Linked DNA regions of Mus musculus: regions 1 and 2 are each linked to region 3. A link is a contact called in public Hi-C and HiChIP or PLAC-seq data. All regions are on one chromosome and are shown on one strand. The core of a region is the stretch at or near the end of the contact, and the rest is flanking DNA. Distances in the headings are between cores, read along the strand shown.

Evidence for each region. A called contact is a pair of places that touch in the nucleus more often than the background predicts. HiChIP or PLAC-seq counts read pairs in DNA pulled down with a chosen protein or histone mark.
Region 1: a Hi-C map of the N1E-115 cell line shows a contact between it and region 3, with 2.6 times the contacts expected there. The contact joins two enhancer-like sites. A contact is called at or near these places in 3 of 39 promoter capture datasets (cranial neural crest, embryonic stem cells and liver), 4 of 484 Hi-C or Micro-C datasets (the N1E-115 cell line, cortical neurons, embryonic stem cells and 1 more) and 5 of 115 datasets of contacts at active chromatin or transcription factors (a beta-TC-6 cell line, embryonic basal ganglia, embryonic forebrain and 2 more).
Region 2: an H3K4me3 HiChIP or PLAC-seq map of forebrain shows a contact between it and region 3, with 5 times the contacts expected there. The contact joins the promoter of Nefm here to the enhancer-like site in region 3. A contact is called at or near these places in 7 of 39 promoter capture datasets (cranial neural crest, embryonic stem cells, liver and 1 more), 2 of 484 Hi-C or Micro-C datasets (embryonic stem cells and nephron progenitors), 8 of 115 datasets of contacts at active chromatin or transcription factors (astrocytes, cardiomyocytes, embryonic basal ganglia and 5 more) and 1 of 9 other capture datasets (embryonic stem cells).

Annotation. Positions count from the first base shown.
Region 1 is chr14:68,157,098-68,161,665 of GRCm38.p6, forward strand. No RefSeq gene overlaps it. Among named protein-coding and RNA genes, the nearest start is that of Nefm, 34 kb to the left of the region's middle. Within about 2 kb of position 2,259, at least 4 of the 459 cell types and tissues checked have an H3K27ac peak or open chromatin away from gene starts, as enhancers often do. A contact at or near this core is called in the N1E-115 cell line, where this site is marked.
Region 2 is chr14:68,121,943-68,126,788 of GRCm38.p6, forward strand. It overlaps Nefm (neurofilament, medium polypeptide), which reads right to left and starts at 3,062. Exons shown (of 3, transcript NM_008691.2): 1 at 1,798-3,062; 2 at 879-1,003. The coding sequence starts at 2,871. A230070E04Rik (RIKEN cDNA A230070E04 gene) reads left to right here and starts at 1,810. Exons shown (of 3, transcript NR_045897.1): 1 at 1,810-2,886; 2 at 3,576-3,754.
Region 3 is chr14:68,448,538-68,453,090 of GRCm38.p6, forward strand. All of the region lies in intron 2 of Gm41190 (a long non-coding RNA gene), which reads right to left. The region is part of intron 1 of Gm31227 (a long non-coding RNA gene); the gene reads left to right. Among named protein-coding and RNA genes, the nearest start is that of Gm41190, 11 kb to the right of the region's middle. Within about 2 kb of position 3,049, at least 21 of the 459 cell types and tissues checked have an H3K27ac peak or open chromatin away from gene starts, as enhancers often do. A contact at or near this core is called in the N1E-115 cell line, where this site is marked.

The sequences.
Region 1 (4,568 bases), core at 1,009-3,508, 290 kb before region 3:
TTAACGTGACACATACTGGAGTCACCTGGGACAAGAGAACCTCATTTGAAGAATTGTCCCAGTCAGATTGGCCTGTGGCTGTCTGTGGGGGAACTGTCTTTGTTTTTTTCACTGAGACGGGGGAGCTCCATCCCACTGTGGGCAGAGCTATTCCTTAAGCAGGGGGTCTTGGGCTGTGTTAAAAAGCTAGCTAAGAGTGAAGCAGTCTACAGCATCCTCCATGGTTTCTGCTTCAGTTCCTGCTTGAGCTTCTGCCCCGACTTCTATCAGTGATAGAATGTGACCTGGAAGTGTAAGACAAATAAGTTCCACCCCAGGAAATGCTGCTTTTGATAAGAAGTCTTCATCACAGCAGCAGATCCGTCTGGAGGTGTTTACTACAGAGAAGCTCACAGCATTGCAGAAATTCGGTATAGGGGAGTTTATGGAAGCCATGTAACCGTGCAATGTAACTAGTGGGACAGAGAGATGTAAAGAAGAGATTGAATTTGGTGGAATACTGTACAGATCTGTGAGACCATGTAACAGCTACACATCATGGGACCTGACAAAAAGAAACAAGAATTACAGCAAATTGTAAAGCACAGAATTCATGTAAACTGAACCTATGTAGTAGACACATAAAGCTACATTTTACAATGACACGTGCACGTGTAAGAAATTACCCAACTAATTTGAATGAGTATTAATAGGAGAGAGGTGTGGTCTTGAGGGCAGAGGAAGGAGTAAAAAATGAAAATCAAACACTTCCTATGGGCTGGGGGCTAAGTCCGATACCTGAAATTTAGGTCTTTGATTTCCTGGGAAAGGATGGAAGTTGTTCACTGAGAGCAAACACTACAGGGAAGGCTTTCATGACATTTATTCTGCTTCTCTTTTATTATAAGTAAGTGCATTGCTAACAGCATACGTGGATATGCATCTTTGCATAATTCATGAGTATGCTCAATCAGGTCTGACCCACAGCCTCTCTGGAGCAGTGCTTTTCTCTTCCCTGTGGCCTATTTTCTGTTGATTCCACTGTGTCCCCATTGCCCCTGTGTTGGTTCTCCTCAGAGTTAAGGATGGTTGCGAAGAATACTCCATGCCTTGTTAGATATTGCTCAGAATATGATTTTTATGTGTTATCACCAATCCTGCTCCCTTCTTCCATCATCCCACCCCATCTATGGTTCTCTGGTGCTAAGGAATGAAACCTATGGTCCCTTTCAAGATAGAAAACCATATTCTACCACTAAACTATGTCCCCACCGTGTGAGAGGGGCTCACTTTTATACAGTCAGCAGGAGGTTCTGTGACTGAATACATACCACATGGAATGGGTCTCCTTGATTTTCTGGAGAGCTGGGGTTTCCCAGTCAGCAGTGTACCACTGGTGCTGTGTGGTTCTGGGAGGAGGCGCCTTCTAGAGAGAGAATAGATGAATGGCATGCTGCCTGCCTGTGTAGAGATTTTCTTAGACTGTATTTTATTTCCCATGACCAAGTAAAATGCTACTCCTGGCAGGAGCACTTCCTGAGTTTAGTGTTTAGCATGTTTTACTATTTATCTCTTAAATTATTCTGACTCATTTTACCTCTTGCAAAATAGATAATGCTGCTGTTTTCTAGGCTGTGGCTGCTGGCAGAAAATGGTATTAGTGAGGAAGTCCTGGGCCTCTTAAGAGCCGACTTTTAGTTTATTCAGCTACTGGCCTAGTTTCACCTTTGCTGCTGTGATAATATATCCTGATAAGATTCAACCTGAGGGAGAAAGCGTTTATTTGGCTCAGAATTCCAGAAGTCAAGGCAGCTGGCTGTGTCACATCCAAGAGCAGAGAGAGAATAAATGTGTCCAACCCAACACTCAGTAAGCTTGCCCTACTCTTTACATAGTCCATGACCCCAAAGTAGAATATGCTGACGTCCACTTTTAGATGGGGCCTTCCCATATCAACTAAGGCAATCAAGACAACCTCTACCCAAGACATGCCCACAACCAACCTGACCGAGACAATTCCTTACAGAGACTCCTAAGTGGTTCTAACTTGTGTTAAGTAGACAATTAAAACTCTCACAGTGCTCAATCCCTGAGCATAGATCTCAATAAAGATAGGTTGGTTGGTCAGAGGAAGAACAGTAACTGTGTATCAAGTTGTTAGTTGGTCTATTAAGTGGAGTGTAGTAATCAAGAACATTGGAAGATATGTAGTAGGCTACATATCTTGAGTGAGGCAAGGAAGCCCTCATACTCACAGTCAGAGGTCCTGTCCTGAGCCAAGGCACACTTGGATTTTCCTAACATAACCTCACCAGCTCCATCTGCAGAGTGATGCCTTGCATCACACAATACAGAAGACACAATACCTGAGTCATTTTCCTGCCCACTCTTGTGCCACAATTTTGTGATTGTCTTTCTCAGTTTCCGGGGAAAGGGGATCATTCCTGTGGGAGGTGGCGATTTGTTCCTGCTTCAGGAAATAGCGCCACAGTTCTGTCTCCCAAATTGGCAAGTGAAACAGATGTTATTAACTTTATCTCTAGGGAAGACTCCTTATAGGTGTTATAGGAGCTCGCTGACACTGGCTATTATTTTTTCTCACCTAGATTGACATGTGGGTACACACACACACACACACACACACACACACACACACACACACACACACACACACGACTAGACTGCACAACTCTACTAGGGAGGTAATCGCTTGTGTTTTGGATGAACTTCAGCCAAGAGGTCATTGGCATAATGTAATGACAGCTGTCTTAGTGGTGACATAGTGTTCTATTTTCATTTCAGTGGCTGCAATAAAATATCCCAACAAAAAACAACTTGGAGGAGAAAAGACTTATAATGCAGGCTATAGTTCATCGTTAGAGGGGAGCTCAAGGCAGTAATTTTAAACAACTAGTGATATCACATTCACAAGAACAAAGAGAAATGAATGGATAAACCCTCTTTTGGCCATTTGAATGGATAAACCCTTTTTTGGCCATTTATTCTGGGCTTGATCTTGTTAGTCCTCTTTTCTGCCTAGGAAATGATGCTTGCCCACAGTACACTGGGTCTTCCCCTATCAATGAACTTAAGATCATCTTTCCCAGACATGCCCATGGAGATGCTCTTCCCAGGTGATTCTAGCGTGTACCAAGCTCACAATTAAGCTAGGCATCACACAGGGGAAGATGACAGCTGCATGTATATCTGCCCTAGTCTTTCAGAGATTACCCCAGAGCCCTTGCTTCCTACATCAACAGTCTCCCTAATATCAGTGTCCCTCATCAGAGTGGATCGCCTGTAACAGCTAGTGAACTCATTCTACATATCCTCCACAGTGGACATTAGGTCTCACTCCTGATGGTATATCATCTACATCCTACAAGTTTAGAAGGACACCAGGCAGATTTCATGCACCCACCATTACAGAGTAGCTTCCCTAACCTAAAGTCCCTTCACCTTGCTTCACCTTTCTACCCCCAACCACTCCCAGCAGCCACTGCATTCTCTTTGATTTTCCCATTTTTTATTAGATATTTTTTTTATTTACATTTCAAATGCTATCCCGAAAGTCCCCTATACCCTCTCCCTGCCCTGCTCCCGAACCCACCCACTCCCTCTTCTTGGCTCTGGTGTTCCCCTGTACTGGGGCATATAAAGTTTGCAATACCAAGGGGCCTCTCTTACCAGTGATGGCCGACTAGGCCATCTTCTGCTACATATGCAGCTAGAGACACAAGCTCTGGGGGTACTGGTTAGTTCATATTGTTGTTCCACCTATAGGGTTGCAGACACCTTCAGCTCCTTGGGTACTTTCTCTAGCTCCTCCATTGGGGGCCCTGTGTTCCATCCTATAGATGTCTGTGATCATCCACTTCTGTATTTGCCAGGCACTGGCATAGTCTCACAAGAGACAGCTATATCAGGGTCCTTTCAGCAAAATCTTTCTGGCATATGCAATAGTGTCTGGGTTTGGTGGCTGATTATGGGATGGATCCCCCGGTGGGTAGTCTCTGGATAGTCCATCCTTTCATCTTAGCTCCAAACTTTGTCTCTGTAACTCCTTCCATGGATATTTTGTTCCCTATTCTAAGGAGGAATGACGTATCCACACTTTGGTCTTCCTTCTTCTTGAGTTTCATGTGTTTTGCAAATTGTATCTTGGGTATTCTAAGATTCTGGGCTAATATCCACTTATCAGTGAGTCCATATCAAGTGAGTTCTTTTGTGATTTGGTTACCTCACTCAGGATGATATCCTCCAGATCCATCCATTTGCCTAAGAATTTCATAAATTCATTGTTTTTAATAGCTGAGTAGTACTCCATTATGTAAATGTACCACATTTTCTGTATCCATTCCTCTGCTGAGGGGCATCTGGGTTCTTTCCAGCTTCTGGCTATTATAAATAAGGCTGCTATAAACATGGTGGAGCATGTGTCCTTCTTACCGGTTGGGACATCTTCTGGATATATGCCCAGGAGAGGTATTGCTGGATCCTCCGGTAGTACTATGTCCAATTTTCTGAGGAACCTCCAGACTGATTTCCAGAGTGGTTGTGCAAGCTTGCAATCCCACAAACAATGGAGG
Region 2 (4,846 bases), core at 1,812-4,311, 330 kb before region 3:
AGCAAATTATAATTTGTTCAGTGACAGAATGTCTCTTGGTACAGTCGTTTGGTTCCCTTAAAAAGACAGTGCAGCTTATTCTTGCTGTAACAGCCTTACAGGAAGTGACTGCCTCCTCAAGAGCTGTATGCTTTGAGTCTGGCCAACAGAAAGACAGCATTACTCAGGAGACCTAGATAGAACCAGTTTACAGATAAAGAGATCAAACCTATATTTGCCTATATGTCTAGTTCTATATGTTTTTATACATACACGCTTGTCTAGATCTAGATATGAGGGTATCACACTTTACATATGTAGATAAATATATATTAAATTTACATTTCTATCCAGATTGAATGCATGTATATTATCCATAGACTTAAAGTAAGTGCACCTATATTCTAGTGTGCCTATATCTAGTCTCAGCCAGAGGATGGCAACAGTAAGCTGTAACAGAAAGAGAAGAGAAGCATGACCTGGTGTTTGTCCTTGGCTTTATAAAAGAGAACCATCAGATGAAATACTAAAAATGAAAACTTCATCTGCTTGTCAGACATACAGACGCTTGAAACAAAAATTTAAACCTATTGCTACGCCCCCAGCAACTCAAAAGTACTATTCTTTGGTGCATATTTGGGCTTTTTCATACAATATATTTTGGTTCCCTCCCCCAGTTCCACCCTCCTCCCCGATCTTCTCCGTAGTCACTCTTTAAAGCTGAAGTAGGTTGGTAAACCTGTATCTGTAATACTTAGGATTCTGTTCGTAACTGAGCTGGGGAGTCAGGGCTCTGAGCCTGTCTCACTAGGCCAGCTTTGGTTTAAGTGGGGAAGGCTGTTCGCAGCAGCCTCTGCAGTGCCTGTAGGGTCTGGACCAAGTCTGCAGAGATCCTGTACCTGTACGCGGCGATCTCGATGTCCAGGGCCATCTTGACGTTAAGGAGATCCTGGTATTCTCGCAAATGACGAGCCATTTCCCACTTGGTTCCCCGAAGTTCATTTTCCAACTGCTGGATGGTGTCCTGAAAGGTACAGGGAGTCTCTAGAAACTTCCTTCACAAGACACTTGCTATTCCCTGCCCCGAGCCCTTTCCTACCCACCCCCGGAATTCCCCCTTCCCCGCCAGTCCCATGAGCCTCGCAGACATCCCTCCTAGCTATCCCTCCTTCTTTTATGATAGTAAAATTCAAAACAAAGCAACAAAAATCAACCAGACAGTTCCTAGGCACAACACACACGGAGACTGGCAAGCCTAGAATGCCCCTAGAAGGGAGCACTGAGGAATCTGAGGAAGGTCCCTAGCGGACTTTGCCCCCCCCCCAATCCCCGCCCAAATTTTGGACTGAAGCCAGCTTTGAGAGCTCCGCCCATCGCGGCTGGAGGCGGGGGGGGGGGGGAGTGGAGAGTAAGGGGGTGAGGAGGAGGGGTGGAGATATGGGTGGGGGAGGGGAAGGGGAGCGAAGAAGGAGGCAGGAATACAAGAGACTATCTGTGCTCCTGCTTATTAAACGGTGTGTTTCTCAACGACCAGAATGTGCCTTTTTACTTTTACAGTAAAATCTATCGTAGGAAAGCAAGTTTTTGAAGGAGATGGGAATTTCTAAGTAGTTGCGGCAAGTGGGTGGGACAAGGAGGAGGGGCGGAGCACAGACCTTGGGCTTTGGCTAACCCGCGTCTGCGAAGCTCGTGCGCGCACTGGAATGCGGCCACCAGGGAGCGCGACCAAGAGGGCCTCTGGGCGCGCTCTCGAGTGTCGTGTCGGGGGCGCGCGGCGCTGGCGCTGGCGCAGGCCGGCCGCGCAGCCGCGGTTCCTACCTGGTAGCTGCTGAGGTCGTGGTTGTGGCGCTCCTCGATGTCGCTGAGCTGCCGCTCCAGGGACTCCTTAGTGCCTCGCACCGACTCGAGCTCGATGCTCTTGGACTGCAGCTGGCGCCGGTACTCGGCGATCTCTTCCTTGGCAGAGCGAATGGCCTCCTTGTTCTGCTCGGCCGCCTCGGTGAGCTTGGCGTAGCGGCATTTGAACCACTCTTCGGCCTGGTGCATGTTCTGGTCTGAGTGACACTCGAGCTGGGAGCGGATCTCCTTCAGCGCCGTGGAGATGTCTGTCTTCAGGTAATCTTTGCGCTCTACCGTGATGTGCGACGCCTGGATCTGAGCCAGCAGGTCGGCCACCTCCTCTTCGTGATTGCTCCGCAGGAAAGCCACCTCATCCTGCAGCGACTGCACCTTCTTGTCCAGCTCCACCTTAACCATCGACGACTCTTCGATGTCTTTGCGCAGCGCGCGAATGGCAGCCTCGGTGTCGTCCCGCAGCCGCGCCTCCTCCTCGAAGCGCTCCTTGAGCCGGTGGATGTCTTCCTCCAAGTGATCGGAGTCCAGCTGCACTTGAGCCTTCTCGTGGTTCACCATCTCGAGGGTGGCGCGCAGCTCTCGGATCTCCTGGTCGTAAGCATCACCCAGCTGGGCGTGCGAGGCCTGCTTCTGCCGCAGTGCCTGGATCTCTGCTTCGATCTCCTTGTTCTGTTGTTCCAAGTAGTGCACTTTCTCGATGTAGCCGGCGAAGCGGTCGTTCAGCCCCTGCAGCTGCTCTTTCTCGTTAGAGCGGGACAGTTTGTAGTCGCCGCCGGAGCCGCCGTTGAGCAGCGACGAGGACTGGCTGAAGTCGAGGCTGCTCTCGGCCGAGCTGAGCATAGCCGAGCTGTAGGCGAGACGCGGGGCGAGCGCGCTGCGCTTGTAGGAGGAGGACACGGTGCTGGGCGAGCCGCGGGACCAGGACTGCGAGCGGAAGCCGCTGGACGGGGAACCGCTCACGCGGCTGAAGCTGGAGCGGGTCTCGGTGACCCGCCGGTAGGCGGACGGGTTGCCCAGCGAGTCCAGCGTGTAGCTCATCTTGGAGGCCTTGGGGTGTGTGGCTGTCACAGCGTTCTGCCGGCCTCGCCGCAGCCCCTTTATAGCGGAGCAGCTGGTCCCGGGCCAGGGCCCCGCCCCGTGGAGGCGGCGGCCGAGGAGGCGGGGACTGCGGGTACCGGGCCGGGGGTGGGGGGAAGGGGGAGACAAGCCTTGCGGTGATTCAGCGGCCGCTCCACGTGGGCCCGCACCACACTGGACCCCACACTTGGGTGTCGCCGGGCCGGCCTTTTCCTAGCGTCCCCTTGAGTTCCAGACCTCTTGTCACCCGGTAGCTTGCCCTTCTCTGCTTTTTCACCAGCAGTTTGCAGTTCACAGCTTTGGCGCAAGTGCCCTTTCCCAGCGCCCTTTCTTTGTCTCGCCACTCTCGGCCCTCTGAGCAGCTCTTCTCTGGCTTCCTGACTTTCGTCTGGCCCCCTACCTCTTAGTCTCTTTCTTCCTTACTTTTGGCCGTAGGGTCCGCTGTTCTTTATCACACACACCCCTCCCACCTCTCCACGAGGCCCTTCTCCCTCTACTTTTTTTTTTTTTTCTTCATCCGGCATTTCCCTTGAAGCCCTTTCCCCTGGGACTTTTTTTCTTTGCAGCCTCGACTTTCACCCCTTAACCCCCAACTCTCTTTTTGTTCCCCCATCCATCCTTGTCTTTCTTGTCTCCCCCCCCCCCCACTCCTCGTCTTAAAGCAGCAAGAGATGAGCTGAGAGTTATGCAGAAGAAAAAAAAGAGAGAGTTTTTGAGGAATGGCCCGCCGGAAACCTCCGGAAAGGGGACAAAGAAGACAGGCCGGGGTAGTCATTTGTGTTAAAAGTGGAAAGTGGCACTCCAGTCTGCTTAACTGTTGGGGGACGACTGCAGCTTCCAGCAGGTAAGGCGCTGTGACGCCCAAGGATCCGGCAGCACCAAGGACAGCGCCCAGGCGTGCCCATGGGATTCTGCTGGGTTCGCAGCCTACCAGAGTCCAGAGGAGGGTCACTTCTGGCTCATCTCCTCCAGTGAATACTATTAAACCTGTTTGTAGGGGCTGTTTGTTTGTAGGGAACAAGCTGGAAATCCCACACTAAGACAGTGCAGAGTTGGCACAATGAACAGACTGCAGATTTTGAAATCAACTAAAAGCCATTCAACTCAGTTAAGGAAAATAGAGACTTGAAACCCAGTTTGACTTTACCAATAAGTGAGGGATGTTAGGGAAGGAGGAGACACAAGGCCTGAAATTTGAAGGTCAACTACTCACCGGGAAGGGGAAATCCGAGATGAAAAAAAAAAAAAAACCCAGGGAGATAGTGTGTATGTTAAGTTTGAAAACTGCATAGTCATCTTTCTGTCTGGGTACTACTTACGTGTACTGTTACAACCGACAGGGCAACTGAATTAGTTTTAAATTAATTGAAAGGTAACTGGACAGCCTCATCTCAGTCTTGAATAAGCCAGGTGGTCCCTCTGCCCCCATTTAAAAACGCAACCTATTTCCTTATGTTGATTTTGATGACCGATTTGGACCCACCATCCCTTAAGCATGCTTATTTAAACAAACATTCTACAGGGGTTTCCTTTGACTGTATATTTGAACTGAAAATGTCCTTCTATTTTGGATTACAGTTTGGGAAGATTCAGAGTGAAAAAGTTCAGAGTCTTGACAGAGAAAGTGAGAGATGGACTGCAGTCCTGCGGGGGTGGGGGTGGGGGTGGGGTGGGGGGTGTCACAGGAAGGAGTGGGCGTTGTGAAATGCTTACTGTGGGTCAGAATAAACCAGCGCTTGGAAGCAGAGAAGGCAGACTGTTGTACCTTTTCGGGCATATATTCTCTAACCTCTGCTTCATTATGTGACAGAGTTGTAGTCATCAGTAAGTAATCACAGACGCCTCCCTTTCTGAGGCTTTGATTTTGTAGTTTTATAAGCTCCCAGCCCATACATTTTAAGATAGAAGCGAGTTTTTAAAAGGAAAAAAGGCTCGT
Region 3 (4,553 bases), core at 1,799-4,298:
AAAACATGCTTGGGGAGACAATTCAAACGTAGGACATTATCCAAACACGTGAGAGCCTCCAAATTTGATTCTCAGTACCAAAAAGAAAATAAAAGAAAAATTGTTAATTAAAATTGAATATGGCTAGGGAAATGCCATGAGATATTTGCTTCCGTTGCTTAGGTATCCACCTGGCCTTCCTCATACCTTCCCGTACCTTAATTTATTGCTACTGAAATTTTTAATTTTCACTGTCTCCCTGATTCCTATAGGACAATTTCACAGATGTTATGCCTCTGTGACCTACCTGAAATCTTGTCATCCAAGTCACAGATCACTTGTCTGGACTACCCTGGTGGGACTGACTCTTTCTATATTGGCTGTACTGACATGTCTGTCTCCTCACTAAGCCATTGGATATTTGACACATTTATTTTCATTTCCCTATAGCCTTCTTCAGTCATCACATAAGGGTTGAATCCTGTGTTATCACATTTGTCTTTGTCTTAGGAGACAAAGACATGGGACATATTCAGAACCAACATTCAGGAAAATAACTTAAGATGTTTGGAGTCTCTAGCCACATTTATTTATTTTCTTATTTAACCCTCTCAGCATGCAAACAATCTATGTAATTTTATCACTGAAGTTCTAGAGAAAGAGCCAGGGGAGTTCCAGGCCAGCCTTAGCTATATAATAAGACCGGGTGCCCAAGAAGTGTATGAAGGAAGTGACTAACAGTCAGGGAGTTAAGTGGCCAGTGTTACATCACAGAGCTTGTAGAGACCAAGGAGGTTGGTACACCTGAGTATCCTAAGCTCAGCCATTCATACTGCTCAGCTAGCCCTGAACTAGGGCATAGAAATTTGTTCTAAAACAACATGATTCTAAATGATACAATTGTAGAAATACTGTGGTCTTTTACAACACAGTATAATCTTACCCCTAGTGAGACAACTTATGGGACCAGTTCTACACAAAACAGATGCCCCCATATGAGCACAGAAGGCTTGAGTAAATCCTACCTGCAAATGCTCAGAAGGATGTGGGCTACAGAAGGCTTGAGGGACAAGGGTTTATAGCATCTGCCCCAAGCTCTTGATGGCTGCTTCTAAAACATTTCTCTTAATTGGTGTATGCTTGCCTAAACATACTATTTTGATGTGTCTCATGTGGAATATAATTCTTGGCTATCTTAATTAGTCAACGAGAAACTTTTCTGTCTTAAATGAGTGAAATAACATCATCAATTAGACTTTTTATCCAGGAAGTAATATTATTAAAATGCTAACAATGGTAGTAGTTTTTGAGGTTTACTTCTAGCCCATCAGTAATGATGGAAGAACCCACCTTTACTATTTTGAAGTAAGTAGTTCCCCCGCCACTGGGAAAGGTGACATTCCTTGCTTCTCGTGCTTAGATTACCCTGCCATCTATTAATGCATATCCGATTTAGTATTACTTCTCTTTCCTGTTCAAAAACCTGTCCTCCAGGGCCTGTGATAGGGCACAGAGGGCAAAGGTGATTGCTGCAAAAGCCTGGCAGCCTGAGTTCAATCCCAGGAACCCAGGAAAAAGTGGAAAGAAAGAACCAGCTCCATGAAGTGACAAACAGGGTATTGTAATTACTCTATCACCGAGCAACATATGAAACCTCAACAAATATAAATTGGTGTGAATAAATTTATTTAGGCCGTAGATAAATCATTAGCTCATACTATCAGTGGTTGTAAATTTTAGATTTGGAATTTGAGTGTCTTTTGGCTTTCTTTATGTAATAATGTCTTTGCCCAATTTGTACAAAGGTCAGCTCGTTATTGAGATAAAATTTAAGGCACTTGTAAGTGTACAATTTTGTGAAACTAAATCATATGCAAAGGAAGTTTGAGACTATCAGAGTTTCAAAATTCTTCCTGGGAATCTAGAAATAACCAGTTTCAGACACCATGTTTGAGCATTGTTTGATCATTACATGATTTTTTCTTTTTTGCCCTGCCTCCTGGTTCCCCCCTCCCAGAGCTCTCCACCACCCCTTTGCATCTGAGAGGTTACTTCCCCCATCCCCCTTCTCTAGGGAATCAAGTTTCTACAGGATTAGGAGCATCTTCTCCCATGGAGGCCAGACAGGTCAGTCCCCTGCTACCTATGTGCCTGAGGCCCTGGACCAGCCAGTGTATGTTCTTTGGTTGGTGACTCAGCCTCTGGGAGCTCCCAGGGGTCCAGGTTAATTGACACTGTTGCTCTCCCTATGGGGTTGCCATCCCTTTTATCTCCTTCAATCCTTCCCCTAACTCTTCCACAGGGGTCTCCAACCTCAGTCCGATGCTTGACTGTAAGAATCTGCACCTGTCTCTCTCAGCTTCTGGTAGAGCCTCTCAGACGACAGCCATGCTAAGCTCCTGTCTGCAAGTACAACATAGCATCAGCAATAACGTCAGGGTTTAATGCCTGCCCATGGGATGGATTCCAAGTCGGTCCGGTACTGTTCAGTCATTCCTTCAGTCTCTGCTTCACTTTTGTCCCTGCAGTTTTTTAAATCACATTTTATTTTTAAGATTTATTTATTTACTTTATTTATGTGACTACACTGTCACTGTCTTCAGACACACCAGAAGGGGGCTTCAGATCTCATTAGAGATGGTTGTATTTTAGTCAGGAACAATTCTGGGTCAAAAATTTTGAAGGTGGGTTAGTGTCCCCATGCCTCCACTGAGGACCCTGTGTATCCATCCACTGGAGGTGGGCTCGTTAGGTTCTGTCTCCCTCCGTTCTTATTTCTTACCCCTTCTTTTTGATAACATTTTTTCTTATTTGGAAGGAGATTAATTCAGGAGTGACTTTCTCTGTGGTGAAGGTTTGGGGTCTGGCAGTTGCTTAGATCCATTTTTAGAGGAGTCGGCAGCATCCTGCCAGCCTTAACTGCTTGTATCTGGTTAGCTTGCAATTTACTGTTGCTATTTTCACTGTTCCCAGAAAACCATTAGAGGATTTTACCTAGAATGTGTCTATGAATATTCATAGGCAGCTAGCCTCTGTATTGGAAACCACACCCACATCTCTGCAGTATCTGCAGCATGAATCAGAGCTTCCCCTGGGACTCACAAGGCTACATGAAAATTTGATAGCAGCAGCCTGCAGAATGCACAAAAGGTCTGCTCTGCAATATTGATTTTTTTTTTTAAATAGAAAAAGCCCTACTGATTTATTTTTATGTATACCATGAAAATATTTTTAAGCTTCCCTTATCTTCTTGCAATGACTCAGCCATCGCAAAAGACTTATAAAATCAAAGCTATCATTTTCTGTAGCATTTGGGCACATACAGCAAAGCAACATCTTGTGTCTAAACATGACAATAAATGTAGAAGAGTAGTGACGTGGAGACAGGAAAGATGGTTCACAAGGAGCATCTCAATGGGACCATCACTCTGATTTTGAATAGGATGTGTAACTGCAGAGGCATATGTGTGCATGTCAACATGTGGGTAAACATTGATGACTTGCCTAGGAGCCTAGCTAGCTGGATTCTAATGTGTTTTGTCCACGTGCCTCCTTGGTGCCTGTCTGTACTATGTAACAGAGGCCGACTGGAGCCTTCCTGCCCCTAGGGATACGGGGAATCCTCCAGACAATTTTTGTGTCCATTCTTGAAATCTAATTTCCCATGTCCTGGTCTAGTGTATCTGATAAAGATTGTCTTTTAACTGCACCGAATAACTCAAAGTAGAAATGAATTGCTTCTTGAGAACTGACCACGCCTCTACCCTATGCCAGGCTGATAGAGCCACAAAGAAAACATTAATGAATCTTGAACTTCTACAACTTCAAATTTCCTTTTTTGGAATATTTTTCTAATTTCCCTCCAAGGCTGTCTCTGATTTCAATTCTTTTATAATCTCACACCTATTCATTTCTAACTCATTTATTATTATACATTATTTATTTGTGTGTTGGTACCTGCATGCCATAACATGCCTGTGAAAGTCAGAAGGCAGCTTGTAGGAACCCTTCCTTCCACACTGTGGGTCCTGGAAATCGAACTCAGGGCCTGAGGCTTAGCTCAGCCACCTTTACCAGCTGAGCCACCTTGAGGCTTCCCCTCTTATTTTAAAAACAAAAACTGACTTGAATTCTTTTCTCTCTAATTTGCAGAGTAATTTAGCAAATTTGCATATCTCATTAACTTAATCCATTCTCCTTAGAAACAGCTGAGTTTGCATAACAAAACCTAATCTCCCCCATGGACTCTGTGCTTTTCCTTGGGCTTGCTTGCACCTTAACAGAATTTGTGTTCTTGCCCGGTGTACTTGCTGTGTTGTCTTTTCTTCTCCAGTGATTTAAACTCTTGTCTCTTTTACAATTATTGCAAATTCCTGTCTCAATATCTACCTCCTACTGTTCCCACAAACCCACACAAAGATCTGAACACCAGCCTTGCTAAATTCCTCACCATATTCAAAGCCAACTACTCTGGACCCCTCTTATCTGAAATCTACAGTAAATTTCTTTATTCTCCTTATAGTGGTCAATGTCGCTGTTGTCTTATCAGACATGAGAGCCTTTTTAAAACTGCA